6 separate regions of the Mus musculus genome follow, and regions 1, 3, 4, 5 and 6 are each linked to region 2. The links are chromatin contacts, called in public ChIA-PET, Micro-C and promoter capture Hi-C maps. All regions are on one chromosome and are shown on one strand. Each heading gives the region's core, a stretch centred on a gene start, on an enhancer-like site or on the middle of the called end of the contact. The rest is flanking DNA. Distances are from core to core; before and after follow the strand shown. Region 1 holds the start of Spg7 (SPG7, paraplegin matrix AAA peptidase subunit). Region 2 holds the start of Ctu2 (cytosolic thiouridylase subunit 2). Region 3 holds the start of Fanca (Fanconi anemia, complementation group A). Region 4 holds the start of Rpl13 (ribosomal protein L13). Region 5 holds the start of 2810013P06Rik (RIKEN cDNA 2810013P06 gene). Region 6 holds the start of Slc7a5 (solute carrier family 7 (cationic amino acid transporter, y+ system), member 5).

Region 1 (4,411 bases), core at 608-3,107, 590 kb after region 2:
ACCAGGCACACACTAGGTGCCTTGCATGCAGGCAAAACATCCACACGTATAGAAATGAACTAAAATATTTACGGAGCGGGAGAGATGGACGCGTGTTGCTTTTTTGGAGGACCCAGATTGATCCCCAGCACCACCCGGGGGTTCACAATCACCTAAAATTCCAGTTCCAGGGCATTCAATGTCACGTTCAGACCTCTGAGGGCACCAGGCTGGCACATATACACTTACATATAAGCAGGTAAAACACTCAGCCCATACAATTAAATGATTTAAACTTTCACTTCTGCGTGGCACGGTGTGTGCATGCCTTTGATCCAGCCCTGAGGGGGCAGGGGCAGGGAGATCTCTTGTGAGTTTGAGACTGGCTAGGACTACATAGTAAGATAATTTTTATTTATTTATTTACTTCAGAGAGTTTGCTTGACATGAAGCCAGGCACCAGTCAGCACCGAGAAGGCTTATTGTTTGAATTATTTAGTGTTAAGGGACTTGGAGAGTACAGAAAGACATGGAGTGGAAGGAAAGGCACCGAGACTGCTTTGGGGGCTTTCTGCAGTTAGACTACCAGGCACCAGCCTGGCATGGACTAGCAGGACTCAGAGCTTCAGTGGCCCTGCCCAGGCCTGGGATTGCAGCTGTCCATGGGTGGGACAGCAAGCTCTCCCTTCTGTCTCTGCACAAATGAACTGTCAAAGCCAAATGGTATGAAGCTCGGGATGACGGGTGCTCCTCAGGGGCAGTGAGTATAATTAAGGGGGCTCTTAATTTGGTCATAAACACAGTCCACAGGAACAAAGAATGCTAGTGGTTGCCTGATGCTAAGGGAGTTGGAGAAATGGGTAGTAGACCACTAATGGCTATAAGGGGGGGAGGGGTCTGGAAAGATGGCTCAGTGGTTAAGAGCACTGTCTGCTCTTCCAGAGGACACGGGTCCAATCACCACTTTAAATGTTTTATTTAATGTGCACTGGTGTTTTGCTTGCATGTATGTCTGTGGGAGGTTGTCGAATCCCCTGGAACTGGAGTTACAGATGGTCATGAGCTGCCATGTGGGTGCTGGGAATTGAACCTGGATCCTCTGGAAGAGCAGCCAGTGCTCTTAACAGCTGAGCCATCTCTCCAGCCCCTCCAGTTCCGACTTTAGGAGCCCCCCTCCCTCCCTCTCTAAGATTGAGGGCACCGTTTTCCTACTCTGTATGTAGCTGCTGCCCTGTGGTCTCACACACCACTGGCTCTAAGTTGATTCTGTAGCCAGCCAGGGGCATCCCCCGGATCTCTGATGTTCAGAAAAACTGGTTCATTCTTGTCAGGCCGGCACACAGGAGACGGAGCTTGAGTTTGAAGCCAGACTGTTGCACAGCGATACTGTATTTAAAAAAACAAATAACCAAAACCAAGAGGCAGGTGGATCTCCGAGTTCGAGGTCAGTCTGGTCTACAGCGAGAGGACAGCTAGCACCACACAGAGAAACAACAAAATAAATACGTACAGGAAGGACGGAAGTGGCCAACAGGAACCACCAAATCGCACCCCAAAGAAAGAGATAACGTGAAAAGCGAATCGTGTATCCACTTGCCAAGTACTGGAAACCGCAACTTGGACTGTTAATAAAACACAAGAGAGAAAAATACCGGGTAACCGTAGCCTGTCTCTACGTGAACCCGCAGGCTGCGGGCTGCTAGCTTTCGCGCTGCGCACCCTGCTGACTCTCGAGGTTTCGCAGCTAACCTTGCGGATACCAGACGGTTCGGACCGCGCAGGCGTCGCCAGGAGCGCGCGACCTTCAACCCCGCGCAAGCGCAAAGGGAGGCCGCCCTCAAAAACCTGACCGTTAGGGCGGCCGGAGCCGCACTGCGCAGGCGCCGCTTTCGGCACCATGGCGGCCGCCTTGCTGCTGCTTCGCGGGCTCCGCCCCGGCCCGGAGCCCCGGCCCCGACGGCTGTGGGGCCTGCTCTCAGGCAGGGGCCCAGGCCTCTCGTCCGGGGCTGGGGCCAGGCGGCCGTACGCGGCCCGCGGGACTCCGGTTGGCCCGGCTGCGGCTGGAGGCCACGCGCCTCAGGTAACCCGCTCGGAGCCCGGCGGCGGCGGGTGTGGCGGGTCGGTCCGCGCCGACCGGAAGTGCGCCTGCACCTCGCTCTTCCGCAGGAGGATGGCTGCTGTGGGCTCCCCGGGACGGGAGGCAGCATCTGCCTCGGGTGGTTCGTCTCTCCCTGGCGTGTGTGAGAGAGACGCCCTGTATCACTGTCCCTGGCGGCTTCAAACTGAGTCCTGGTCACCCGTGCCTTTCCGTCCTCTTCTTTCTGGTCTGGAGGCAGGCGTTCATGTGTACTCGGAGCAGCCCTTGGACTCCCGATCCTTTTGCCCACATAGGTGGTGCACACTTGCAATTTCAGTATTTGCTGGTAGGACGAGGCCAGGAAGATTGTGAATTGGAGACTCAAACTGGGCTGTGGGTGAAAGTTAATTGACTTTTGTTTCTTCGGTTTTTTTGTTTTGTTTTGTGGCTGAGTCCAGTGAAATTCATTGATGGAGTTGATTGACACTTTCCCTTGGCCCCTCCCCTTCTTGGGAGGCAGTTCTAGGATGGAAACCGAGGAGGGAGAGATTCTCAATACACAGTTGAAGATGACTTTGAACTTTTGATGCTCCTGCATCCCCTCCCAAGTGCTGGGATTACATGCATGCGCCACTGTACCCAGTTTTAAGGAGGTACTGGGGATCAAATCCATAGCTTTCTGCATGCTAGGCAAGGACTTTGATTAGGCCTGTGTTGTTGTGGTATATGGTCTTAGTGTTACCTCGGTCTTTTTCTCTTTTTACAGAGTTTGCTATTGCGAATACTGACCCCTAGCTTTGAAGGTATTAGCGGATTGTTACTGAAACAGCATATAGTTCCAAATGCAGTCAGACTGTGGCCGCTTTCAGGTGTGTATGCATTGCATGGTCCATTACTGAGGGACACAGGTTTTACTGTAGTCCTATAAGAGCATAGTGGAAGAGGACAAAACCAAACAAACCAGGTCTTACATGCCTGTAATCTCAGCACTAAAACAGGGGCTGCCAGTTGGAGGTCAGGCAGAACTAGCTAGTGAAACCCTGCTGGCCCCCTGCTCACCCCCACCCCCCACCCAAAAAAACAAAAGGTTTTATGTTGTCTGAGAGCACAGCACTTGCTGCAGTGAGCAGGGCTCGCTGTGATGTTCAGTAGAGTAGCCTAGGAGCAGAAGGCCATGCTGTGTGTGCAGCAGCATCCACCATCTCAGGCTGTGTGCATGCACTCTAGTCTAAGAGTGGAGGCTCCTTGGCAGGTGACAAGTGACATAGGAGAACGTCACTAGTTAGACACTGACCAGAAGACTAGGAACACCCAGCCACTAAGAGTACCTTTGATTCTTTTAAAAAACAAAACACCTGAACTTGTGACCCTCTTCAGTCCTGAGGTTACAGGTATGTACCACTCTGTCCAGTGTTATGTGAAGCTAGGGATTGAACTCAGGACTTTGGGCATGGTAAGCAAGTACTCTAACAACTAAGCTATATTTTCATTGTAACCTTTGGTTCTTTGTGCTGTGAGCTATGTTAGCCCTGTTATGGATAATCTGAAGTGAAATGTATAGCTAGGGGCTGTGAGCACTCCTTGATCATCCTGCCTGTCCCTTCCCAATGGGAGCACGTGAGACCCCACTCCTCACCTGGGGGTTGCAGACTGGTTTGTTTGGTTTTGTTTTCTTGAAACAAGGCATTAATTTGCAGTCCAGCCTGGCCTTGAACTTAGAATCCTCCTGTTCTCACCCTCCAGGTGCTGGGATTACAGGTATGTGCTACCAGGCCTAGACTTCTCTTTGCTCACTTTAAGTGTTTTATTTTGTTTCCCCGCCCCCCACCCCGTGTGTGTGTGTGTGTGTGTGTGTGTGTGTGTGTGTGTGTCAGAGAGAGACACAGAGACAGAGACAGACAGAGACACAGAGAGAGAGACAGAGAGAGAGAGAGACAGACAGACAGAAAGAGAGAGAGAGCGTGAGCACACAGAGTGCAGGGATACTCCCTGTGGGTTCTAGGAATTAAATTGAGGTCATGAAGCTTGGCAGAAAGTCCCTCTGCATCTTGAACCATGTTATTAGCCCTCATTTACAAAATCTAAGTGGTGTGGCCTAGTGAGATGGCTCAGCAGTTAAGAGCTACTTTTCCAGAGGAACCAGGTTTGGTTCCCAGAACCCATATGGCAGCTCACAACCATCTGTAATGCCTACTCCAGAGGATCCAACCCCTTTTTCTGGCCTTCACGAGTGCTGCACACACAGTATACAGCCGTACGTGCAAAACACCCACATATGAAAATCACTTTATCTTAAAAAATAAATAAAACATTAAGTTCCATTGTTGTTGCTGTTGTTCTTTCTGGATTGCTTTT
Region 2 (5,044 bases), core at 1,031-3,530:
GAAAATGGTCCCAGAAGAGCAGGCCTTCAAAGATGCTGGCGTGGCCAGAGGAAGGCACTCCTTCTCTAAGAAGGCGAGGAGGTCTCAAGTCTACGCGGTGACTCTCCCCAAGAGGAAGTAGAACGAAACGTGGGGCTCTTGGCCTAGTTTCCAGACCACACTTCTCCCACAGAGAGTTCCTGCCTGCATCTACAGAGGCTGGTGTAGGGCAGCTTCTCCACCATGTGACACAACTGAGGGCGTGAATGTGGGAGAGAACACCCATTGCATTGCCCCTTCCTGTGTTCTTCCACCCTCAAGGCAGCCAGTTCCCTCAGGCAAAGTTGCTTTGTGAAGTCTCAAGACTGCTCCTCTGTGGCCTTGGGATACAGCCTGGAGCACACCTCTACAGTGGCCTTGGGATAGTTCCTGGAGCACACCTCCACAGTGGCGCCACTGGCAGGCCTCCTGCCTGTATCTGCAGCCACAAAGTCTCCCCACTTCCTCTCCTTCTCTTGTCCGGGTAGCAGTGCAGCAACTCTGTAGGGAGGGTTCTACTCACAAAAAACCTCAAGAAGGAAACAGCTTCTGGTCAGGAGGTGAAGACAGAGGGATCAGTGACATTTTAAAAGGTGATGTGAAAACTTAACCCTCACACTTATTTTAAACAAGGGCTACACCCAACAGACACTGCGAATTAAAGGTAGGACTGAACAGCTGGGGAAACGGAACTGGCAAAGAAAGCAGGGCCACCTTCCCAAGGTGACGCTGTCCAGATAAAAGCCTGCAGAGGGAGCAATGGGAACAGGTTTACAGGTTTAAAGGTGCTTTTCAATCCCGTGTTCTACCTTTCTAAGAGGACAACACATACTGATTGGTGAATAGTAGCAAACTGAAGAATGCAGCAGTGGCCTGTGTGCACCGAGTGAAGGGATTGTAAAAAAAAAAAAAAAAAAAAAAAGACAACACTTCACAGAACACACCGTAAAACACCCACTTGTGCGTGCATACAAAAAAATGGGTCCTGATCCAAGGCTTCCTGCTAGAATATCACAGGAGCATTAGGCTGAGCAGGAGCTAGCTGTGCTCTTCCAAGACAACCTAGCAGAGCTCTCCAGAGGGATCCAGTCTTCGGTTCAGCCTGACACAGGGGGCAGGGAAAGTCAAGGCAGCCCTGGATGGAGACAAGGTCTCTGCCACCTCCCTGTATGACTCGCAGGCACACGCCTACCCAAGCGGCTCCAGTTCCCTCTGCATTAGAGCCTCCAAAATCAGCTGCCTCTGTTTGCAAAATGCCTCCCACCAATCTGGGTGCACCTTGTCCTGCCCCAAGCAGAGGGGCTGTCTGCTGACAAGTCCTCCTCCTGCCCGTTCTCTATCGGCTAATCTCAAGAGCTGTACTGTGGGGAGGTCATGGAGCAGACGTTCTATCTTGGCTCCCTCCCAACCAGGCTGGGGTTGTGAAGGCCCTGAGCACCGCTCCCTCCCGCGCAGAGTCACATCCTCAAGTTTCTGCTCCTGAAACACGGGAGGAGGAGCCGCTAGATTGGGGGTGGGGGGTGTCTTGGCTCAGCTGGGCACCTAACGAAGTGCTTGATGTCTGGGTCCCTTTAGGCCCCGCTACCTGGAAGCTTCCTGTTCAGAATAGGCCAAGTCCTTCAAAACAAAACACCAGGCTCCAAACGCGTCCCTCTCCTAACTTTAGGGAAACTCATTTCCTTGACAGTCAACACGAGTAGACATGGGGTGGAACAGAGTGGGTTGCAGAAGCCACAAGTCGTTTATTTACAACGGCCCGCTCACCCGATCTCTGCAAGCCCGGACCCCCGCGCTCGGCGCAGCGGCCGCGTCCACCGCCCTCGAAGCAGCCGGCGGCCGTTGGCAACGCGCGGGGCCGGGGCGGGTGCAGGGCGCGCGCGCGGCCGGCGGGCAGGGGCTGCTTTCCCCACGTCTCCTTTCGGCCGCCAGCCACGACCCCGGCCCGGACCCCCCTCCCGCGGGCTCCCGGCGCGCGCTCTCACGTGTGGCCGCAGCTGCCGATGGCCACTGGCCGATGGTACACCTCCAGGCAGATGGGACAGCTGAACTGCGCCTCCAGGCCGCTGTCGCCGCCCGCGGGCCCAGCCGGCGGCTGCCGCTGCTGCGCCGAGGCCACCAGGCTGCGGAACATCGCCATCCCCGGGGCAGGCCGCCGCCGCCGCCCCCTATCCAGGCCGGCAGACCCGGCGTCACTGCCGCGACGGCGCCGCGCTGGCGTCACCGCCCAGGCCCCACCTCCCCGGGTTGCGTCACGACAGCGCCCGCTCGGCGGTGACGGCATCTCAGCGCGCCGGCATCTCAGCGCGCCGGCTCCTCACGCCACTCCGCAGTCGGGACCCACCCCTCCATGTGTCAGGCCGGTGAGGATTACGCGGGGCCGGCGCGGCGGGAGCCTCCGCCCGTGCCGCGGCCAAGGTAAGAACCTTCTACCACCAGGCCGGGGACAGTCCCCTTCGGTTCCCCACCAACCGGAATTCCGGGACTGCTGTGAGTCGGCGGCTAGAACTAAACCTAGGCCCTGGCGCGTGAGCCTGGCGCTTCCTCCGCCAGCTCGGGCCGGGAAGCGCGACCCTGACTCCCCCAAGCCCGCCATGGTGCGAGAATTCTGCCACATATGTTCTTGTTCTCTCAAAGCCGGGAGCAGAAATGTGTGAAGTGCGCAGAAGGCCTGCCGGTGGTGGTGATACGAGCGGGAGATGCCTTCTGCAGGTGAGATCTGGGCAGCCGTCCCCACCCCACCCCACCCCCACCCCCGCACGCCCCTTTTCCAGGCTTGCTTGTTTTCTTGTAAAGGCGCGGTAACTTGTAAGTGCTTAGCCCTAACCGTAAATAGTGGTGGGAACCACTGGTGACGACCCTTGTCATCTAAACTAGGCACACCCGTCAATTCAACACTTCAGAGTCCATGACAGGAGAATTACCTCCGATCTGAGGCCAGCTTGGGCTGCAGAGATGACCCTGTCAAACAAAATCCCACAGTCTCCTGCGCAGGTGCAGCCAGCCTCCCTTTGCTTCTGTGTTACAGGGTTTGTTTCAAGGCATTCTACGTTCACAAATTCAGAGCCATGCTTGGGAAGAACCGGGTCATCTTTCCTGGGGAGAAGGTACGATGTGTGGTGCCTGGGCGCTCGGCTGTCAGCCCTGCTGTCTTCCGTTTATGTTCGTTTCTTCAGCTGGCCTACTGTCCCTGGACATTGAGGGTAGACTTGGTGTCTGGGGCTGTCCAAGAAGTGGACAAGACATGCTCATATTGCGGATGCATGCCTCCGTGCTGATGCTGCCCTTCCCACCCCCAGGTGCTCCTGTCCTGGTCTGGGGGCCCTTCGTCCAGCTCCATGGTCTGGCAAGTGCTTGAGGTACATCTACACCATCTTCTGGGCGTAAGCTTCTGGATTGAATTAGCAGGGGCCTCCTTCCTCAGCCTATACTATGGAAGTTTTTGGTTAACACTAGACAGTACCCCACCCCACCCCAACTGGGACACCTTTAGGATGTCCCATATATATTCAGCAGGTGTGCAGTCCAGACACATGCCCTACACAGGGTCCCAGGCTACATCCCTATTGAGCTTTATTTGTTAGGACACAGTTTCAAAGATTGGCCAATCATGACAAAGAGCAGAGAGAAGCATTTGCCAAAAACAACGGGAGAAGCAGCATAGGTAGAAGGGAGTGGGGCAGATGGAACGGGACTCAAGCTAAGAGTGTCTGAACCTGCAGAGGTATACAGGGTTTCCTTGAGGGACCCCATGCAGAGCAGGGAACTACATGCTCTCTCACTGTAGGGTACCAGCTAGAGGGGCCAGTGTAGAGGCTGTCTTGGTAGGGGAGGTCTCAGTGGCGGTGCTGCTCCAGTGTGAATGACCTGTGTCGTACTTGAGTGGCTTTTGTGTCACCTGCTGGTCCCCCAGACCTACACATGTGAAGGTGAGAGCTCACTGTGAAGCCGTCAGTGTCTGATACCGCTTCTCATGGGAGACTCCGCCCCTGCTCTCCACGTATTGTCACCTCAGTTCTTACATTTCAAAACACTTTCTGGGGATTCTGGGGAACCCAGCAGATGGTAAAAGCGTTCCCCATGGCTCAGCCGCTGTCTCAGGTTGCTTAGGTGTCAGAGACAGGCTGGGGGTTGGGGAGAGTTCTGAAGTTTCTGATTCAGATAGGACATGCCCTCATGCAGGAGGGAAGACTTGGCCCCACACACCCCTGTGAGGAGGAAGGCCTAGGCAGTTTGGTCCACTGACTGGAGCATACTTCCAGAGAAGTGCTTTTGGCCAGAGCTGAGTCCTGACACTTCCCTTCTAGGGCCTGAGTCAGGATTCTGCGAAACGGCTGCGCTTTGTGCCAGGAGTCATCTATGTTGATGGTATGTGTGGTCACTCCTCTTCCTAGTCCCCAGCCATGCATGAGCCCCACAGGCTTTCCAGGGGACAGACTGGGGACAGAGGTGCCTTCCAATTGTATCGAAGGGCCCATGGTTGAAGAAGGTGAGCTTAGAGCTGTCTTTGGGACAGAAAGACTAGCCAGTTTCTTTAGCTGTGAGGGGAGCCTGTCTGAAAGCACCCCAAAGAAAAGGGGAGCCTGTCTGAAAGCACCCCAAAGAAAAGGGGAGCCTGTCTGAAAGCACCCCAAAGAAAAGGGGAGCCTGTCTGAAAGCACCCCAAAGAAAAGGCCAGTCCTGCTCTTACAGAACAGACCTGGTGGGACTTTTGTATGTGACACTGATGCCCCCCCCCCAGCCTGTCCCATCAGGCTCTTCCTCTGTAAAACCTACATGTGTCCCCCTGGGTTTCACAGAGGGCGCAGCCTGTGGTCAGAGCTTGGAGGACAGACAGAAGACGGTGGCTGAGGTGAAGCGGATCCTGGAGAACACTGGTTTCCCATGGCATGTGGTTGCCTTAGAAGAGGTAGGTGGGTCTGCCCCTGTAAAGGGTCCTGTGGTGGCCTTGGAGGGAGAATACCCATCAGGCTCCATGGACCTTGGACTCAGTGTCCCTTCTTTCATCTTTCAAGGTGTTCAGCTTGCC
Region 3 (4,637 bases), core at 711-3,210, 840 kb after region 2:
GTGTGTGTGACAGTATGTGTGTGTGTGTATTAGAATTTTTTTTAAGATTTATTTATTGTATATATATATGTGTGTGTGTGTGTATGTATATAGATAGATAGATATATACACATGAGTACATTTGTCACTGTATTCAGATATGCCAGAAGAGGGCACCAGATCCCATTTCAGATGGTTGTGAGCCACCATGTGGTTGCTGGGATTTGAACTCAGGACCTCCGGAAGAGCAATCAGTGCTGAGCAGCTGAGTGACCTCTAGCAATGACCTACCCTTCAGTGTCTTCCCTGTAAATGAGATTATCGGTAGCTCATGCCTTTCACTCTGGTTTGGAGAAACAAAGGAACTTACAAATATAAATCATACAGATCAGTGTGTGACAAACTGAAGTTCTGGTGTGCTGATGCTGCAATGGTTTAGTAAAACCAAGTCCAGAAGTAAACGGGATGCTACAATGCCAGCCCTATTGTTTAGGAGCATTTTAAACCATGTGAAAATGCCTGTGCTTAATTGTCATATTTAAAAGTGAGAATTAAATTGTCTGTATGCCATTCTGAACTGTGTTTCAAAATGACAACATGGAATTAGAGCAGCAAAGGCCTAATTGGTTCTCTTTGGTGGATTATGAAAGATTTCAATCACCCTCATGTTTCTATATATGCGTTTTCTGTCACAGTCTGTGTTTGCTGCAAAGAAACAATGTTTATCTTAATATTTAGAACAATTCCAGTGTCTGCAGTGAATGTTTCAGTCAAAGTGTCTCCAAGAGAGGGCTGTCCATCCAATTTGGGTGCAGCGCATGTCAACAAACGGTAAAGTCGGCTTCTGGGACAAAAAGCATCCCTTTGTCAGCAGTGAATTCCTCCACCCCACACCCACACAGGTTACAAACACTGCTCTCTTCCCCTGGGTGTTTCTCTGGAACACCGCTGAGCCATCTCTCCAGCCCCCAGAATTTCTATTGCTGTAATAAAAACACCATGACCAAAAGCAACTCGGGATGCTTCTTTCAGCTTACAACTTGTACTCCATCTTGCTGGGTGTGGTGGTGCACGCCTTTAATCCCAGCACTTGGGAGAGAGAGGCAGGCGGATCTCTGAGTTCGAGGCCAGCCTGGTCTACAGAGTGAGTTCCAGGACAGCCAGGATTACACAGAGAAAAACAAACAAACAAACAAAAACCAGATTGTACAGGAATCAACCCTCCAGCCCCTCGAGTACTTTTCCCAGAAGGAATTTATTAAAGCCTTTCATGAATTATTAAATGTACTACCCAACTACTTTCATCTCCAAAGACATAAAATATAAAATACACTCAGCTCTCCTCCCACCTGGTTTGCCGGCACCAGTTACTCGCCAAGTACTCAGGCTTAGAAGGACATTAAAAAGATTATGATCTGGCTTGGCTCCGAACATCCAACCTGCTCAGCCAGGACAACTTCCTCTTACCTCTAGCAAAAGGTCATGCATATTTTGATGGTATCTCAGGAGTTTCAGAGCAGAATCCTTTAATTTCTGTTCCCTTTCAGGATCATATTTTTGCTTTTTGACTCTGCCCGCTAAAGATATTTTAAAAAGAAAAAAAAATTGCTCAGAAAATTATAGTGCAACGTACACAGGGTGACACGCTGCGCGGAGGTCCAGAGAGAAGCTGTCCAAGTCTGGACAGTCACCTAGCGCTTGCAGCAAGCGGCAGGACCAGGAAGCCTGGGGCCCATGGCCCTAAGAGGACCAGCGCGGCCCAGGACGGCTGACTCGCGGGCAGGGCTGAGCCACGCTGGGATCTGAACCCGGACCCCGAAGAATGGAGGGACCGCACTGGCGCTGGTTGGGGGTCAGAAGGCAGAAATGGCAAGACCTACCCAGCAGCTCGGTCCAAGTTTTTCGGAGGCCCCGGGGCCCACCACCCATGGCAGCACCCCTAGCCGGCGAGCCCGGCATAGCGTCTGGAACACCGGCTCTGCAGCCCGCGCTGCCTTCCGATTGGCCGCGGCCAGGCGCTGGCGCTCATTGGCTAGGAGCATGCTTGACCACACCCCCGAGGGCGGACCCTTGCTCTGTGGCCCTCTTCCTCTTGGTTGTAGTACTTGTCCCGGAGTCTGGCTGCGTTCGGGTGGCAGAGAAGGCAGTATGGTGGCAGCCTTGGTGCAATACACCTGCGCCTGACAACTTAGAGGGAAAGTGGCGCAGAATTGCTAATGGCCCAGAGCTTGGCCTGGGGAGATCACGTGACAAACTGGACCCAGGTTTTCGGTAAAAAAAAAAAGCACTTTTACCTGCTTTGTTCAAAACTACACAGGATCGATCCGAGTACTCTGCTGTGCTTATTTGACTCTGAGGGAAAATTGACCAAAGGAGTTCTGGTGCTGGGGTGTGACTTTCAAGGGTTGAAATTAGAGTTGCTATCACTCCCCGCTAAGCGCTCAAAGTACTTAGGAAGGAAAAACAGCCACAAAAACGCTGTCATTCTTGTTTCTTCCTTTTTTAAATCCACCTTACGTGCGGGGCGGTGCTGTAATCTCAGCATTCCGAAGGCAGAGGCAGGTGGATCTCGGTGAGTTGGAGGCCAGCCTGATCTACCGAGCGAGTTCCAGGACAGCCAGGGCTACACAGAGAAACCCCGACTCTAACAAACAAACAAGCAAACTGAAGGAGGGCATTATGTGCACTGCAGCCACTGTCCTTGATTTTCAGCATTACCCCAGGTGTGTGCACACGCAGACACTAGTGGAAGACAGGACACTAGAGACAGGCTTGAACCGGCCATAGTAGCCAGGTTGTGATTAAAATTCACCCAGCCTGGAATCAGTCAGCAGCTGGAGGAGCCATTATCAGAGCCAGAGCAGAGCAGACAAAGATTGACCGAAGTTTCCCAGGAATCAGGCTTATCTGCCTCCATGACCTGGAGGTGCTACGGTCACACTGGGAGCCAAAAAGTCACTTTACCCATCAAAGAGAACACTTAAAGATATAAAACTGAAGAGAACCAATTTTTTTTTAATGTATTTCTACAAAATTTCATCACTATGGCCAGGACTCGTCCCAGTTCAGGATCAAATGTGTCTGGCAGCCCCACGTTGCCTCTAGCATCAGAAGTGCCCTCAGAGAGGAGCATCAGAGAGCTGCTCTGCCTATTAGAAGATGTGGCTCAAGGCTGGCTCAGTGGTTAAGAGCACCGACTGCTCTTCCGAAGGTCATGAGTTCAAATCCCACCAACCACATGGTGGCTCACAATCATCCATAACGAAATCTGATGCCCTCTCCTGGAGTGTCTTCAGACAGCTACAGTGTACTTACATATAATAAATAAGTAAATCTCAAAAAAAAATGGCTGTACTTCCATCATTGCCCACAAGGTGGACCCCCTCCAACACAAGCCCTCCCCACCCACACTGTTCCTCCCCTGCTACCCTGTTGTTGTTGTTGTTGTTGTTGTTGTTATTTTGAATGAGTAGGTTGGTGAACTCAGAGATACACTACCTCTACTGACTGAGAGCTGGGATTAAAGACACGTACCACCACTACCTGGCAAAAAAGGGCCATTTTCCTCCATATGAAAAAGGAAATCTAGCCGGGCGTGGTGGCCAGAGAAACCCTGTCTCGAAAAACCAAAAAAAAAGAAAGAAAGAAAAAGAAAAAGATAATCTGCTCAGCCAGCCTATGAGGACAAAAAAGAGTACTAGCTTACCCCAAATCACACCAACTGACCATCACCACCGCTGGTACTTACTGTGTGTTTTCAAGCTTTCGTTGGAAACGGTTTTCTTTTCGTTGATGCTTCGTAATTTGCATTTTCAACAAGTGCAGTAGCACAAGTTAGAAATCCTATCAGCTCTGGAAGCTGAGGCAGGAGGATCATTTCTGCCTAGGAGTTTGGGGTAGCCTAGGCAATATTGTGAGATTCCCATTTCAAAAACAGAATTAGAGAGCCGCTGAGGTGGAAACTGGCTAAGACACCCGTGGTGACCTCTGCACTCTACACACGAGCGCACATAGCAATTCACACATACATAAGTAGGAACGCACGCACATGCACACACACGCACACACACACAACGGGCCTGTCTTATCCACAGGCATAAATATCTTCTACATTGTGGATGTAGGCTTCTCCGACATTAATTTCTTATTGTTCTCTGGTGAGTCCCACTGCTTAACAGCACTGTTGCTGATTTTTTAATTAATTGGTTTTCCAAGACAGGATTTCTTCTGTGTAACAAAGCCCTGGCTGGCCTGGACTCGTTTTATAGACCAGGCTGGCCTGGAAGTCACAGAGATCCATCTGTCTCTGCCTCCGGAGTCCTGAGTGCGGAGTGCGGAGTGTGGAGTGCAGGGTGCTGGCTTTTGTTTTGTATTAAGATTTATTTTTATTTGTATGGCTGTGCGTTTGTGCGAATGTGTGCTACATATATGGCTACTGCAGAGGCCAGAACAGGATGCTGGATCCTTTGGAACTGCAATTATAGGTAGGTGTTAGCCACCTGACATAGCCACTGAGAATACTCCCTGAGTCACCTCTCCAGCCTAGGCTTTGTTTAGTTTTAGGAGAGGACAAAGGCTCAGGTGGCCCAATCTGGCCTCAGGCTCACTTTGTAGCTGAGGATGGGCTTGAACCCCTGTTCCTCCTGCTTCTACTTCAC
Region 4 (4,535 bases), core at 1,409-3,908, 630 kb after region 2:
AAGAGCCAGGCAGTGGTGGCACACACCTTTAATCCCAGCACTCTGGAGGCAGAGGCAGGCAGATTTCTGAGTTCAAAGCCAGCCTGGTCTACAGAGTGGGTTCCAGGACAGCCAGGGCTACACAGAGAAACCCTGTCTCGAAAAAACAAAAAAGAAAAAAAAAAAGGAGCACTTAGTGAGGGATCCAGTGCTCTTCTGGCCTCTGAGCTCGGCACACACAACTCCTGCAGGCTCACACACATAAATAGTAAGTTAGTAATCCTTTTTTAAAAAACAAAAAAGATTTCTTTAATGTGTGTGCATACACTGTCGCTGTCTTCAGACACACCAGAAAAAGGCATCAGATCCCATTACAAATGGTTGTGAGCCACCATGTGGTTGCTGGGAATTGAACCCGAGACCTCTGGAAGAGCAGTCAGTGCTTTTAACCACTGAGCCATTTCTCCAGCCCTAAGTTAATAATCTTTAAAAATCAAAAAATCAAGGTTATGTGACTAAAAGAGTTCCAGATTATGAATGGAAGAAAGTTTATTACTGGCAGAGGCAGGTGGATCTCTGAGTTCCAGGCCAGTCTGGTCTACAGAGTGAGCCAGGACCGCCAGGGCTACACAGAGAAACCTTGTCTCGAAAAACCAAAAAAAAAAAAAAAAAAAAAAGAAAAGATGTGGTGAGGGATTAGGCAAGAGTTTTCTGACACTCCCAAACACCCAGAATTCAGTAAGTACCCACAGGGAAGGGAGGGGTTCCTGGAGCAGCTTGCCGGAAAATGAAGAGCAGGCCACAGCCATAAGCTGCTAAGTCTAGTCATGCAAAGGAATGCAAGCCCGTGCACAGCACGGCCTCAGGCACCAGGAAGCTTTCCGGTGGAATGGTGTTTGCAGAGTTCTCTGCCCAGGAGACCAGGAACTGGCGCTCAAGCTAGAGCAGGAACAACCGCCTTAGCCTCATCTTTGCATAACTGTTCCCTTCTGTGTCCACCCTGTGCAACAGAGAACAATTCAGATCACAACCTCCCTTCCCTCCCCTAATTTGATTCTAAGCAGTGTTGCAGTTTCAGAGCTCTAACGCCCACCAATGTCACGCAGCACTGCAGCTTGAGCTGGAACTCAGGTGCCGGTGCAGCGTGTCCATCCTGAACGAAAAGCTGGTGGTGGACATGGATGTCATCTTTGAGAGTAGAAAGAGACAGATACTTGGGAATGTCAAAAGAGGTCTGAGAAAACACTGTTTCAAAGAAGTGCACCTTGAATCTGGGCATTCCTTCCACAGACATTTTCTCTGGGCTGGGAAGATGGTTCAACATCAATTTCTGGCCTTTTCACCCACACTCAAAAAAAATGGCTCCCCCCTACTGAGGATTGAATTTAGCCTCTCATCCAATAGGCAAGAATTACATCCTCAGCCTGCTTCATTATGACATTATTTTCGCGCGCGCACGCGTGTGTGGTATGTGTGTGTGTGTGTTTGTGTGTGTGTGTGTGAGAGAGAGACAGAGAAAATATATATATATCATGGATGAGCTCAGCATGTAGAGCTTGGTTCTCTTCTACCATGTGGGTCCCAGGAATAAAATGGCAGCAAGTACCTTCAACCCTCTAAGCTGTCTTGCCAGCCCTTCCTTTTTAATTTTGAAAAGAGGGTTGGGCTGGAGAGATGGTTCAGCGGTTAAGAGCACGGACTGCTCTTCCAAAGGTCCTGAGTTCAACTCCCAGCAACTACATGGTGGCTCACAACCATCGGTAATGGAGTCTGATGCCCTCTTCTGGTGTGTCTGAAGACAGCTACAGTGTACTTACATAAATAAAATAAATCTTAAAAAAAAAGGAGAAGAAAAAAAAGAAAAGAGGGTTTAAGTTGCTCAAAAAGCATTGAAATTGCTATTGTCCTGTCTCATTTTCTAGATGAATTATGATTATGGTCCTGTGATATCTGGCCCGGGTATAATGTGGATTTTTAAATTTATAGCCCTCTTAATTACTGAGCCATTTCTACAGCTTCTGTAGTGGAATTTTGATCAGGAAGAAACCTGGTAATTGGGAATGAGGAGTGAAAAAAGGTTATAGGCATACAGGTGTAGGACCAGTGTATGCCTTGGCTGTTTTGTTGTCGCTGCTACTGTGGGTAGGAATTCAGTATTGTATTTCGTCACACCTGATTTCCCCCCGAGGAGTTAAGTCAGGGCTAAAGGAGTTATCTAAGTAAATGGGGGAGTTTGGGGCTGGAGAAATGACTCAGTAGTTACGATCACTGGCTGCTTGCTGTTTCAGAAGTTCAATTCTCAGCACCCAGGAACTCCGGTAGTAGGGGATCCGACGCACAGCCATGAAACCAGGGAGACACTCATACAAATAAAGTAAAAATAAATAAAAATCTTAAAGTGGGGGGGGAAGTCTGGAATGGGGGTGCGTGCTTCAGTTCTGGGGAAACATAAATTCCAGGCAAATCTATAATAAATTTTCCTGGGTGGACGGGGAAAAAACACTGGATCTAGGAGGGAGAAAGAGTTTTAGGGGTTTAATTCATAGGTGCGCCCCTGAGCACGCCGGAGATACCCACACTGCGAAGTTAGGAACCAGCGAGAATAACCAACCCGACGGCTAGAAAGGCGATGGTCCGCCGGCGGGCGGGTTCGCGTGACGTCACTTCCCTTTCGCCTGATTTTGATTGGCGTTTGAGATTGGCCGGACTCCCTACAAGCCCAGGGTGCTTTGCGGTGCCCGGTCCTTTCCGCTCGGCCGTTCTCCTGTATAGGAGGTGAGTCTCTGCCGCCGCCGGTCCCATCGTGGTCCATCGGGCTCCATCGCCCTCCATCCGCTGTCATCGGCGAAGAGAGGCCGCACGGACAGCCATGGAGGAGCCCGGGCGCCGACAGCACGGAGCCAGGGCAGGGGCGGGAGGACCCGGGACGGGGTTGGGGACCCTGGCCTTGACTCGCCGCCCTCCTCTCCCTCGCGGCCTTAGGCAGCCATGGCGCCCAGCCGGAATGGCATGATACTGAAGCCCCACTTCCACAAGGATTGGCAGCAGCGAGTGGACACTTGGTTCAACCAGCCGGCGCGCAAGATCCGCAGGTATAGATCGCGCGTGGCTCGCGTGGGCTCCAGGGCGGGGACGCGCGTGGGGCAGGAGGTGACGGCTGTGCTTTTCCTGCAGGCGCAAGGCCCGGCAGGCGAAAGCGCGTCGCATCGCCCCTCGCCCCGCGTCCGGCCCCATCAGGCCCATCGTGAGGTGCCCTACAGTGAGATACCACACCAAGGTCCGGGCTGGCAGGGGCTTCAGCCTGGAGGAGCTCAGGGTGAGTGCGGCAGGGCGAGGTCCCTTGGCAGGTCCCTCGGGCTCGGTGGAATGATGACATTCTCCGGAATCGCTGTACTGACTTGATGAAAGTACTTTTGAACCCTTTTCCATCTGATGACACCGAGTTTTCTCGGCAGGGCCGGCTTGGGGTGGGGTGACTGCGAGGTGGGTGACCAGTTTCTGTTTCTGAACAGGTGGCTGGCATCCACAAGAAAGTGGCTCGCACCATCGGCATCTCTGTGGACCCGAGGAGGCGAAACAAGTCCACGGAGTCACTGCAGGCCAACGTGCAGCGCCTGAAGGAGTACCGCTCCAAGCTCATCCTGTTCCCCAGGAAGCCTTCTGCTCCGAAGAAGGGAGACAGTTCTGTAAGTCCTGCGGGGCGGCAGAGGTCCGGCTCAGTGTAGATAGAGTCTGTGTTCTTGGATCCAGCTCTGCAGAGTTGACATGAGTGCAGCAGTGGGAGGTTAGAGCGTACTGGGGGCGGCGGTGACGCGTGCAGATCAGTGGGAGCCACTATGGTGTCCCTGGGCTTTCCAGTGTCTGTTAGTGTTGGGAGCTATTGACTTGGAGCCTGGTATGCTGTTCTAGAGCGTTCACCCTACCAGGACGTTCAGGGGCATCTCGGTACAGAAAGTATCTCGGTATTCAGAAGTGTAAAGAGTTTTGTAACAAGGATCGGTGGGTTTCTTGTCAGTGTGGGCTTCCTGAGGGTGGGGTAAGGATGGCTTTCTTCTGTTCCTTCAGTGGAGCTGTAGTCAGCCAGCGCACCGGGACGGAAAATGCTAGGTGCTGCAGGCCCAGGCAGCCTGATCCTTGGGAACTAAAGCAGACCCCGTGATAATGGGGTCTATAAGTAACAGGCATGAGATGGAAGCTGGACTCAACTTTTTCTTACTCTTAAAACAGGCTGAAGAACTTAAGCTGGCCACCCAGCTGACAGGACCTGTGATGCCCATCCGGAATGTAAGTGGACACTGCTGTAGGCTCAGCTCCGTAATAGACAAGATTGGCAGGGATAAAAAAGTGTGTTGTGACAGACTAATTAGAGACTGGTGAAGGTTTCAGGCTGGTGAAAGAAAGTTCTCTTACCTTGGGGACAACCTCCCAATCTTTGGGGTGGGGGGGCACTTTTTGTTGTTTTGAGAGAAAGAGATTCTCTGTAGCTTTGGGCTGGCCTTGAACTCAGAGATTGACTGCCTCTGCCTCCCAAGTGCTGGGTTTACAGGCATTCATTC
Region 5 (4,364 bases), core at 1,743-4,242, 570 kb after region 2:
TTATTCTCTGAACCAGCGTTTACTGATGCTTTCTAATTATGGCATTTAATTGATGGTGGGCTCACTGCCAATATGCAAAACAACCCTCCTCTTATATGTGATGAACTTAGGTATCCAAGGCACACACACACACACACAAAGCTTCTAGAAAAAAATGTTCTTACATACATGCAGCATAGTTCAACTCTACTTGTAGAAAGTTCTTCTTGTCACTGACCCAACACTGCATTATAGCTAATATGACAGGCACTAGTCATCAGCAGCCCATCTGGTTTAGTGAGATGAAAGACTGACAGAGCAGCAGGACTGACATGGCTAACCTAGAGAAAAGCATCTCACAGAAACATGCAGGTTCAAAGGCTGGTAGAAAGTTAGACTGGTCAGAGAGGAATTCTAAACTAGGTGACACTTTAAGGGAACTTCTGGCAAATTTTGCTGTGTATTGTTTACCACAGGAGGACAAAGGGAAGACAAGAAAAAGAAACACTCCTAAAAGAATCAAGCTAAGGTCAAATTTAGCGGTATCTTTTGGGTTGCTTTTCAAGGAATGCACGAGGCAAGCACAAAGAAGAGAAAAATGTCATAGCAACTTGGCCTTTGTTCCCTCCCATCCCATTCCATTCAGGATGGCCAGCCTATCACGGGAGATCCTGCTCTTAAGCGTGAAACTACAGAAAGGAGAACAACAGCTGAATGGAGTGTGGGGGAGGAAACACCAGCTATATGGAGATCCAATCCAAGGGTCACAATCAAAGTTAAGCAAGGCATTTTTGTTTTAGGTATAGCTGCAAAGTGACATTGGAGTATTTGTGCAATCATTTCAAAAGACACAGACAGAACTCTAGTCTTCAGAGCAGCTAGTGCTCCAAAAAGAAATAAAGGTCTCAGGGCAACAAGTACCATTCTCCGAGACTCTACCATGGAACTACCCAAATTATACCACTGACTAGGACTGCACACAGCAAAACACAGTAACTGTTTCCATAGCTTTCTCCACAACCCATTATCACCTACAGTCTTTGCTGAGTTAAGTCTCCTTATCCCTCATAGGCAACCCAACAGCCTAAGTAAAATTTTACGTACAAATGTGCACTTCTATTCAGTAGTTGAATGGAAGAACGTGTTGAATGGAAAGTGTTCAAAGGACCACAGAAAACTCACCAAATAGGTACAAAAACCAAATTTTTCTACCGGAAAATTTGTAAAACTGCCCAGTTTTCTCAAGTGGGTGTAAAACTTCTCACGACTGCAGAAACCACTGTGAAACATGAGAACTATACACATGTAACTAGATTTCGGAGCATACAGCCTTCCTGTGAACCAGCTTAACCTTCACCAGTCTTCCAAACCCCAGACGAGCTTTCCAGAAACATAACAAAAACAGAAAAACCTACAGGAGCACCAGGTAAAGACAAGGCCTTGAGAAAAAAAATGAGACTCCACACCAAGCCACATACATAGGAACTGAACCGCACATCCGTCTGTGAAGGGGCTAGATCCATGTGGCAGGGCCAACCCTGCACACACGTACACACACACACGGGCGCGCGCGCGCACACACACACACGCACACACACACACACACACACGCACACACACTCTCGCAGCTACCGCCTTGCCAGGGGATGATGAAATGAGGAACGGAAATTAACATTTCAGGCAACGTCTCACATTGTTCCTTGAGGCCAAAGGCTGCTCCTGCAGCCGTCGCCTACACCGCTTTCCTCCCACTCTCCCCCCCGAGTCCCGCCTTCCCCTCCCCCAGACGCCCCCCGCCGCCCCGCATTCCTGCCCCCACTCGGGCCTGCGCGCCTCCGCACCCCGCAGCTCCAGGTCCCCGGCTCGCCCGCCCCCTCCGGCTCGGCTCGCAGCCCGAGGGCCGCCTGCTCCCATTTCAAAACACGATAATAATAGGGACGCTGGGAATAACAACTACCACCAGCCCGGCGACGGAGCCCCTCCCGAGGGTCAGAGGTCGGCGCCCCGCGCCACTGAGGACCCCAGGGACTCCCGGGAGCCCGCCGTCGTCCTCACAGCGTCCCGGGACCCACTAACGCACCATCGACCCTCGCTCAAGGCCCGCCCTCGGTCCTCACGGCCGCCACAGCCCACCCCGGAGCCCTTCCTTAGCCTCTCTCGGCCGCCCGACCCCCGGGACGCCCCGAGGCCGGCCTCGGAGCCCGCCCTCGGCCCCTCATGGTCGCTCGCAGGACCCCCGCGGCCCACCGACCGGCCTCTCGCGGCGCACGGCCCGCCCCGGGGCACCCGCGGCGGCGGGCAGCGGAGGAGGCCTGCAGGCCGCAAGGCCGCAGGAACGCCCGACGCCCTCCCCGACCACCACCCCCCAGGTCCCCGGCGCCTCTCACCCGGCTCCGAGGGCGACGCGGCTCCGCGGCGGAACGGCGGCGGGGCGCGGGCGCTGCCCATGCAGCCCGCGGCCGCGTTTCCCGGGCCGCGCGGCCCGGGCGGGAAGGCGGCGTCGGCGCGCGGGCTGGAGGCTGCGGCGAGTGCGGGGCCGGCGGGATGCAAGCCCGCCCTCGGCGTGCAGGAGCTCACGCGGGGCCGCGGCGCTCGCGCGGACGCTACTGCGGGGGCGTCTGGCCGCGGACTCCGCCGCGGCGCCTCCCCGGCTGGGGCCCTCGGTCCATCGCGCTCTGTCGCGGGCGGCCTCTGGCTCCAGGACCCAGCGGTGGCTGCGGCGGGCGCCGGCCGCATGAGAGCCTCCCGCCCATTGGCTCGCCGTATCCGCCACCGCCATTGGCCCGCCCCGCAGAGCGGCAGGGGCCGCTTACGTCACGTCGGAGAGGAAATGCGATGCCGGGGTGAAAGGGCTCAGACGGCCCGACGGCTTCCGTAACAGGCACGGGGCGGCGCTAGGGAGACGTCCGGGAATGATTGGCATCCGTGCGTAGGAGACCCAGGCGGAGAAAGCCGCTGGATTGGCTGACCTCCCTGCCACGGGACACGACGATTGGCCCTACTCGGTGCCGGAAGTGATGAGGCCGCGGTCTGGAAACAAGGTTGTTGTCGAAGGAGCCAGAAGGTGGGAGCCGGCTTGTACCGGCTGGCCTTGCGCTGCGGACGCGAGGTCGTGTGTCGCCTGTGAGCCTGTGTGAGCTTCGAGAATGTGTGTCTCTAGCCGGCAGGAGGCTCTTGCAGGAGCAAAGGCAGCCGGGATGATGGCCGCGAAGGAGAAAGGCGGCCTCGGCCCCCACCCGCGATCCGGCTCTTTCCTGGAGGTGTTCCTGGACTGCGCTTCGCTCCGAGTCCCGTGAGCCACGTTAGCAACCGGGATGTGGTGAGCTCCAGACTCTGCCCGGAGGTTTCCTTAGACACCGCGCGCGCTTCAGCCGCCTCCCTTCCCCGGCTCCAGAACTTCACCGCGATGGTTCATGAAACAACAACAACAACAAAAAAAAAGGTTGACGAACCTCAGAGCTAGGCAGCAAAGTCGCATCGTCATGTGCCTGATTGTTTGAATTTACAGAACGCGGAAAAAGTTTAATGATGGTTTGCGTTAGTAGTGATTTGGTTTGCAAACGAGCTAAAAATTCGAATCCCAGCGCTGTAGTGACCGAGACAGGCGTATCCGGAGCTCAGAGTACATTGTTGTGAACATTTCGAGTTCAAGATTTGAGTTCCATGAAACCTTTGTCTCAGAAAAATGCATAAAGTAATTGTGACGAGTCTGATATGTTGGTATAGGCTTTTTATCCCGGTACTTAGGCAGAGGCAGGCTGGATCTCTGAGTTCCGGGCCAGCTAGGGCTACACAGTGAAAGCCAATTTCATAATATAATAAAATATAAAATAACAAGTAACCAGGGCTGGAGAGATGGCTCGGCGGCTAAGAGCACGTGCTGCCCTTCTCGGCACCCACCTCAGACAGCTTCACAGCCACCTTCAGAGGACTTGACATCTTCTGACTTTTCAGGAACTCACACCCGAGTAGAGTACTCACACATATAGACTACATATAAATCTTTTAAAGTAAATGGGACCTGGGGAGATGACCTGTCGGTCAAAAGCACTCACTGGCTGCTCTTCCAGAGGATCTGGGTTCGATTCCCGGCATCTGTAACTCCTGTTCTAGAAGATCTAACATTGTCTAGGGGCTCCCCAAACATGCACTAGTACACATACATATACACAGAAAAAAAATACGCTTCTGCACAGAAAAAAATCTACAAAAAAAAAGTTTTAAGTAGTCAAACTTCCAGCCTTGTCCTATTTAAAGAGCATCTGTGTATTTGTGAACCAGAAAAGCTAAGTGACTAAAATCAATATTTATACTTCTTTGTTTTGTTTTGTTTTTGACTTTTGGGGTTTTGTTTGTTTGTTTGAGACAAGTTTTCTCTGTGGAGC
Region 6 (4,896 bases), core at 1,372-3,871, 570 kb before region 2:
TTGTTGAGAGGGAGATGGCCTGCACCTTTACCACCAGTGGGTTCATTCGGGATGGAGGCCAAGTCATTTCCCAATCCAGTCTTAACTAGGTGAAGGAAACTTGTGGAGAGACAAACACAGAGGACTCCAGAAGACTCAACCACGTAAACCAGACCTCTGCCCTAAAACCTGACTCTCAGTGCTTCCTCGGGGTCTTTCCTAAGGCATGGAAGCCAGGGAACACTATGTTCCCCAGAAGTGCCCTCGAGAAAGAACAGGGCACTCACTCCATGAACACTGAAACTCTCCTCAGAGTGCAATCCTCCGGGAGCCGGCGCCCAGGCCTTCAGAGACCTGGAAGAGCACCTGGACTCTTGGTATAGCATTGGAAATGTAAATGAGCTAAATACCTAATAAAAAATGGAAAAAAAGAAAAAAAAGAAAACAAATTTTAAAAGAAAGGACATTTGCCAGCCCTCAGTGCTCACAGCCTCCTGTGGGCAAGCATTGCTTCCCATATGTCACTAGCACCTGCAGTTTCCAGAACTATCTTGACAAGAGTGTGGGCTCTTTAAAGACAGCCATGCCAGCCTGGCATGATGGTACACACACTTACTGCCTGCACTTGGGAGACAGAGAACTGCAGACCAGCCAGGGCTGCATAGCATGAGCCTGTCTCAAAACCAAGCAAGCAAGCAAGCAAGCAAGCAAGCAAACAACAAACCTTAAAGGTACCCACGACATTCCTTATCCCTAAAGAGATTACCATCCATAAGGAGAACTGGACAATTAAAATTGAGTATGCAGTGTCCCGTTTGAGGCCAGGCTCTCCCTGGACTGCCCAGTGCTTTTGAAGACCAACTCTAGCTATGACGGTTTACACATGAACCAAGCACACAGAAGACCTTACTGGTCATCATCCAACTGGCACTACAGAGCAGAGTGGGTGGTCTCAGAATTGAAGGGCACACCCGGCTGGGTCTGATAACAGGAGACAGTCTCAGGGCCAAAGCCAAAACAGGCACTGGCATCGAGCAGTGGCCCCAGTGCTAACAGCAGCCCCGGACTTCCATGGCTCACAACCAAGTCTAGCCCACCTCCCCATCACCCTCTCTGTGTGCACTATCAACACAGCTCTCAAAACAAACAGATACATCGGTCTTAGCTGCCTGAACTCATCTGTAATTTTGAAAGTAGCATGATTTATTTCCAGGTTGCTCTCCACCACCAAATCATGTGGCATTTGCTTCAAACGATCATTTTCCCCCAGTCCTGAAAAATCACACAACTGTTTTTGAAAGCAGAAATCAATCCGTCTTGACCTATGCGTCCCATAAAGGCTACACTCAACAGCTGTTACCTGGCACATCTTGGGACCCCTCAAGCCCACCCACACAGACTGTCGTCTGTCTGCAGCCGAGTTTCTTTTAGTCCTTTACTGACAGGCAGGCTTTACACGATTCCGCTACTCATCTTAAACGAGCAAGCAGCCATCACTACCACACACAAATTTATTACTACTGTTTTCTTATGAGTCAGCCAGTTCACTGATTCCTGATAGGCCGGTTTTAAGAACATAAGTGATTTTTTTTTTTAAACTGCAATTTCCCTCTTAGCAACCAGTCAGCAACTGAAGCTGAAACAGGAAACTGGCATATCTGCCACTCCACGTGGTGCTTTGCTGAAGGCAGGGAGTGTATTGCTCTCACCCGGGACAGAGTAGATCTCTCGTACTTAGAATTCAGGTCGGGAAGCGGGATGCCTGCCGCGGGGTCAGAGCCGCGACCCACTGAGGTCTCGCGAGGGCTGTCCCGAAAGCATAGACACTATGAATGGATTAAAGAAACGCACGTGGGTTCTGGGGCCTGTGACTTTAGCCTGGAACTGCCGAGATGGTTCAGGGATGGACAGATGGAGGGATACTGGGATGGGTGTTGCCGAGCTGTAAACGCAGGAACCTTGGCTCGCGCCCACCCGGCCCCGCCCCAGCCCGGCCCCACCCCAGCCCGGACCCCTACTTACGCACGCAGAGGCAGGCCACGAGCTTGGCAGCTTCCTCGGGCACCGGACAAGTGGGGAAGACCGGCTTGAGCAAGTAGGTGGCGAAGACCAGCGCCACGATGTACTGCGAGGAGGGCCGAATGATGAGCAGCTCGATCCAGAGCTTGAGGAAGGCGGGCAACGAGCCGTAGACCTCCAGCATGTAGGCGTAGTCGCCGCCTGACTTGGAGATGGTGGTGCCCAGCTCCGCGTAGCAGAGTGCGCCCACGATGGAGAAGACGCCGCACACAGCCCACACCACGAGCGACAGTCCGGGCGACCCCGCTTCCTTGAGCACGCCGGTGGGCGTCACGAAGATGCCAGAGCCGATGATGGTGCCCACGATGATGGCCACACCGTTGAGCAGCGTGATATTGCGCTGCAGGGTCACGCCTTCGCCCTCGGGGTCCGCGCCGTCCCCGCGCCGCGCCTCCAACATCTTCTCCCGCGCCTGCCGCTCCTCCTCCGCCGCCGCCGCCGCCGGGGTCGCAACCGCGCGCCTCTTGGCGCCCGCGACCGCCATGCTCTCGGCGTTCCCGGCTCGGCCTGGATACCCGGCGTGCGCGCGGCCGAGCCGCTCTCCGCGTACTGAGAAGTGCGTCTGCGTCCGCCCCGCCCGCGCGGCCTTTTATCTCTACCGTTACCCGCCCTCCAGGCTCCGCCCATCGCCGCTGCTGTTGGTTCAGCTCGCAAAGGCCCCCGCCCCCTCAGCCCGCGCGACCCCGCCTCCTTCGCGGGCCCCCGCCCCCAAGTCTGTTAGAGCACGTGGAGCGTTAAGATCCTGAAACTGAGGACTACTGATGTGTTTAACGCGGCGTGACTACTGATGGGTTTATCGCGGCGTGTTTCACAAGATCCGAATGTTGTACGCGGGTGGAGAGTCGACTCACACCTCCTCACAAGTCCTGTGCAGGATGTCAGGGCCGATTGGTAAGGGCGTGCTTCTTCTCCCGCCCCAGGCGGCGCAGAGGACTTGTCAAGGGAGAAAGCACCGGAAGGGGGGTGGCTCAGTGTATAGTCCCAACACCTGCCCGGAATCCTGGCCCTGCCTCGCGGGTGTTTATCTCCGCTTCCTCCAGTGTGCATATCCTGTGCGTCTGGGAGATGAAGGATAAATATCTTATCTAGGATAAGTGGGGGTGGGTTGTGGGGTGAGGCACCCCTATAGTCCAACTTGGTCCAGAGGAAACGAGTCTGAGGGCGAAATGATCCGTCAGCTCTGGAGGAAACGGAAGAATAGACCAGAATGGTAGCCAGCTTACTCCTGGACTTAGATATCCATCTGGTCCCAAGGAGGGTCTTGACAAAAGCTCGATTAGTGGTACACCCAATCTGGAGAAGCAAGTTTTAGAAGGGAACCAACCCAATCTACTGTAGGGTGAAAGGGCTTTAGGTTGTCATTCTTAGGAAATCTTAGGTAAGAGGGTTTTTGAGATAATGTGGTCACACATCTGGAAGGTTCAGCATCCCAGGCCTGGTGCCATCATCGTGGGCACCATTATCAGCTCTGGCATCTTCGTGACGCCCACCGGTGAGCTCAAGGAAGTGGGTTCAAGCCCTCGTGGTATGGGCTGTGTAATTTGAGCTGATGGTACGCTTGGAAAATTTCATTGGTCAAGATAAGTCCAGGAGCCCCAAGACCCCCTCCTTTTCACCAGCTGTTCCATTTTCTGTCCAAAGGAGTCCCCAGGAAAACTCACAGACAAGCAGAAGGGAAGGTGGGGGGGGGGGCTTAATTTAAGAACCTTCAGACTTGTAAGGATACAGAGCCCTGTATGCTCTGCTAAACTGTCCAGTCTGCCAAGCCTTCCCCACTGCTGAGGCATGACCAATGAAGAAATTCAAACTTCTCCCCATCTTTGGATCTACTGCTGCAGCCAAGAATGCCAGAGCTGCCCCTTGGAAGCCCATGTCGGGGAGGTGTTCAGCCAAAGACTCCAAGGGTCACTGGAGCTACCTCCCCCAACCCCCAGTATGTCAGCCATTCACAAGCAATGACAAGCTGGTATCTCTGTAGCCTGAGCAGTGGGAAGCCATGGAGCTAAAAGGTCACACCAACATTAACCATGCCACAGTACAGACTGCCTAAACTGATGGCTTTGGGAAGATTGAGAAACTTGCTTCTCATTCTTGACATAGTCCTTTCAGAGGGCTAAAAGCATACCACCAACCCACTGAGACATCGCTAAGATTCCAAGGTACATCGTCTAACTTAATAGGACACGTGGCAACTCTTAGAAACACTTCATAGTAAACGAGGAAGCCAGTTCTGCAGTTGTGTAACTTGCCTGCCCAGTATGCGCAGCCTCACGGCCTCCTACCTCCAGGCAAGCAGCCTGCTTACCTCTCACCTGTGGGTGGCTAACTAACCCTTGCTTCTTTTGGAATCTGTCCTTGTTCCCAGTGGAATCTGGGTTCTGCATCGCAGCCGTGGGAAAGCTTTGATTTGAACCAGAGATAGCAATAGTCCAAGGAGGTATAAAATCACAACCATAGTTAAGTCAAAGCCACTACCAGAGGCCAAGGACGGTGGTCGTGGAGGAACACAGCAGGTTCAAATGGCTCTTCTGGGTCTGGAGTTCAGAGAGAGAATGAACAAGAGATCAAGAGGGGGACCTGAGCCCTGGGCAGAAGCTGCTCTGGTGACAATACCCAGTGAATGTCCCCGAGACCCCTGGCTCGTGATTCTGCTGCTGCTTATCACAGCGTTAGATAAGACCTTAAACTTTTTCCTGCAAAGCAACCGTTGGTGTGTATTATCTCTGTTTGGTGCCCCCCCCCCCCCCAACACCTCTTCAAACAGCTAAGACTGAAATGTTTTCCAGGGGCGCCATCTACTGGTGGATGGAGGAGCAGTTTCATCTTAAATTTCCTGAC

What was found. Promoter capture Hi-C pulls out the DNA fragments that hold promoters and counts their contacts. A called contact is a pair of places that touch in the nucleus more often than the background predicts. ChIA-PET counts read pairs in DNA pulled down with a chosen protein or histone mark.
Region 1: a contact with region 2 is called in a promoter capture Hi-C map of second pharyngeal arch cranial neural crest. The contact joins the promoter of Spg7 here to the promoter of Ctu2 in region 2. A contact is called at or near these places in 10 of 39 promoter capture datasets (the HPC-7 cell line, cranial neural crest, embryonic stem cells and 7 more), 1 of 484 Hi-C or Micro-C datasets (embryonic stem cells), 5 of 115 datasets of contacts at active chromatin or transcription factors (the 230-238 cell line, embryonic forebrain, large pre-B cells and 2 more) and 2 of 9 other capture datasets (embryonic stem cells and liver).
Region 3: a contact with region 2 is called in a promoter capture Hi-C map of pre-B cells, with 6 times the contacts expected there. The contact joins the promoter of Fanca here to the promoter of Ctu2 in region 2. A contact is called at or near these places in 7 of 39 promoter capture datasets (the C10 cell line, embryonic stem cells, hippocampal neurons and 4 more), 1 of 484 Hi-C or Micro-C datasets (CD4 T cells) and 1 of 9 other capture datasets (liver).
Region 4: a promoter capture Hi-C map of liver shows a contact between it and region 2, with 3 times the contacts expected there. The contact joins the promoter of Rpl13 here to the promoter of Ctu2 in region 2. A contact is called at or near these places in 8 of 39 promoter capture datasets (the C10 cell line, cranial neural crest, embryonic stem cells and 3 more), 2 of 484 Hi-C or Micro-C datasets (both in embryonic stem cells), 18 of 115 datasets of contacts at active chromatin or transcription factors (the 230-238 cell line, craniofacial prominence, embryonic forebrain and 9 more) and 4 of 9 other capture datasets (adipose tissue, embryonic stem cells, liver and 1 more).
Region 5: a contact with region 2 is called in an RNA polymerase II ChIA-PET map of memory CD8 T cells, with 476 read pairs. The contact joins the promoter of 2810013P06Rik here to the promoter of Ctu2 in region 2. A contact is called at or near these places in 11 of 39 promoter capture datasets (the 3T3-L1 cell line, cranial neural crest, embryonic stem cells and 6 more), 5 of 484 Hi-C or Micro-C datasets (CD8 T cells, embryonic stem cells and palatal mesenchyme), 9 of 115 datasets of contacts at active chromatin or transcription factors (the 230-238 cell line, astrocytes, embryonic forebrain and 6 more) and 4 of 9 other capture datasets (adipose tissue, embryonic stem cells, liver and 1 more).
Region 6: a Micro-C map of embryonic stem cells shows a contact between it and region 2, with 4 times the contacts expected there. The contact joins the promoter of Slc7a5 here to the promoter of Ctu2 in region 2. A contact is called at or near these places in 2 of 484 Hi-C or Micro-C datasets (both in embryonic stem cells) and 4 of 115 datasets of contacts at active chromatin or transcription factors (T-cell acute lymphoblastic leukemia, large pre-B cells, memory CD8 T cells and 1 more).

What each region holds. Positions count from the first base shown.
Region 1 is chr8:123,063,651-123,068,061 of GRCm38.p6, forward strand. It overlaps Spg7 (SPG7, paraplegin matrix AAA peptidase subunit), which reads left to right and starts at 1,858. Exons shown (of 17, transcript NM_153176.5): 1 at 1,858-2,059; 2 at 2,823-2,925. The coding sequence starts at 1,877.
Region 2 is chr8:122,473,863-122,478,906 of GRCm38.p6, forward strand. It overlaps Ctu2 (cytosolic thiouridylase subunit 2), which reads left to right and starts at 2,281. Exons shown (of 15, transcript NM_153775.2): 1 at 2,281-2,433; 2 at 2,653-2,727; 3 at 3,044-3,122; 4 at 3,315-3,374; 5 at 4,323-4,383; 6 at 4,815-4,924; 7 at 5,031-5,044. The coding sequence starts at 2,366. Rnf166 (ring finger protein 166) reads right to left here and starts at 2,212. Exons shown (of 6, transcript NM_001033142.3): 1 at 2,001-2,212. The coding sequence starts at 2,155.
Region 3 is chr8:123,316,616-123,321,252 of GRCm38.p6, forward strand. It overlaps Fanca (Fanconi anemia, complementation group A), which reads right to left and starts at 1,961. Exons shown (of 43, transcript NM_016925.3): 1 at 1,860-1,961; 2 at 1,447-1,556. The coding sequence starts at 1,938.
Region 4 is chr8:123,099,692-123,104,226 of GRCm38.p6, forward strand. Rpl13 (ribosomal protein L13) reads left to right here and starts at 2,659. Exons shown (of 6, transcript NM_016738.5): 1 at 2,659-2,754; 2 at 2,962-3,071; 3 at 3,154-3,295; 4 at 3,492-3,665; 5 at 4,207-4,263. The coding sequence starts at 2,968. Snord68 (small nucleolar RNA, C/D box 68) reads left to right here and starts at 3,367; the gene lies at 3,367-3,414.
Region 5 is chr8:123,039,583-123,043,946 of GRCm38.p6, forward strand. It overlaps 2810013P06Rik (RIKEN cDNA 2810013P06 gene), which reads left to right and starts at 2,993. Exons shown (of 1, transcript NR_045268.1): 1 at 2,993-4,364. Ankrd11 (ankyrin repeat domain 11) reads right to left here and starts at 2,702. Exons shown (of 13, transcript NM_001081379.2): 1 at 2,367-2,702.
Region 6 is chr8:121,905,065-121,909,960 of GRCm38.p6, forward strand. It overlaps Slc7a5 (solute carrier family 7 (cationic amino acid transporter, y+ system), member 5), which reads right to left and starts at 2,622. Exons shown (of 10, transcript NM_011404.3): 1 at 2,002-2,622. The coding sequence starts at 2,542. BC048644 (cDNA sequence BC048644) reads left to right here and starts at 2,769. Exons shown (of 2, transcript NR_167716.1): 1 at 2,769-2,949.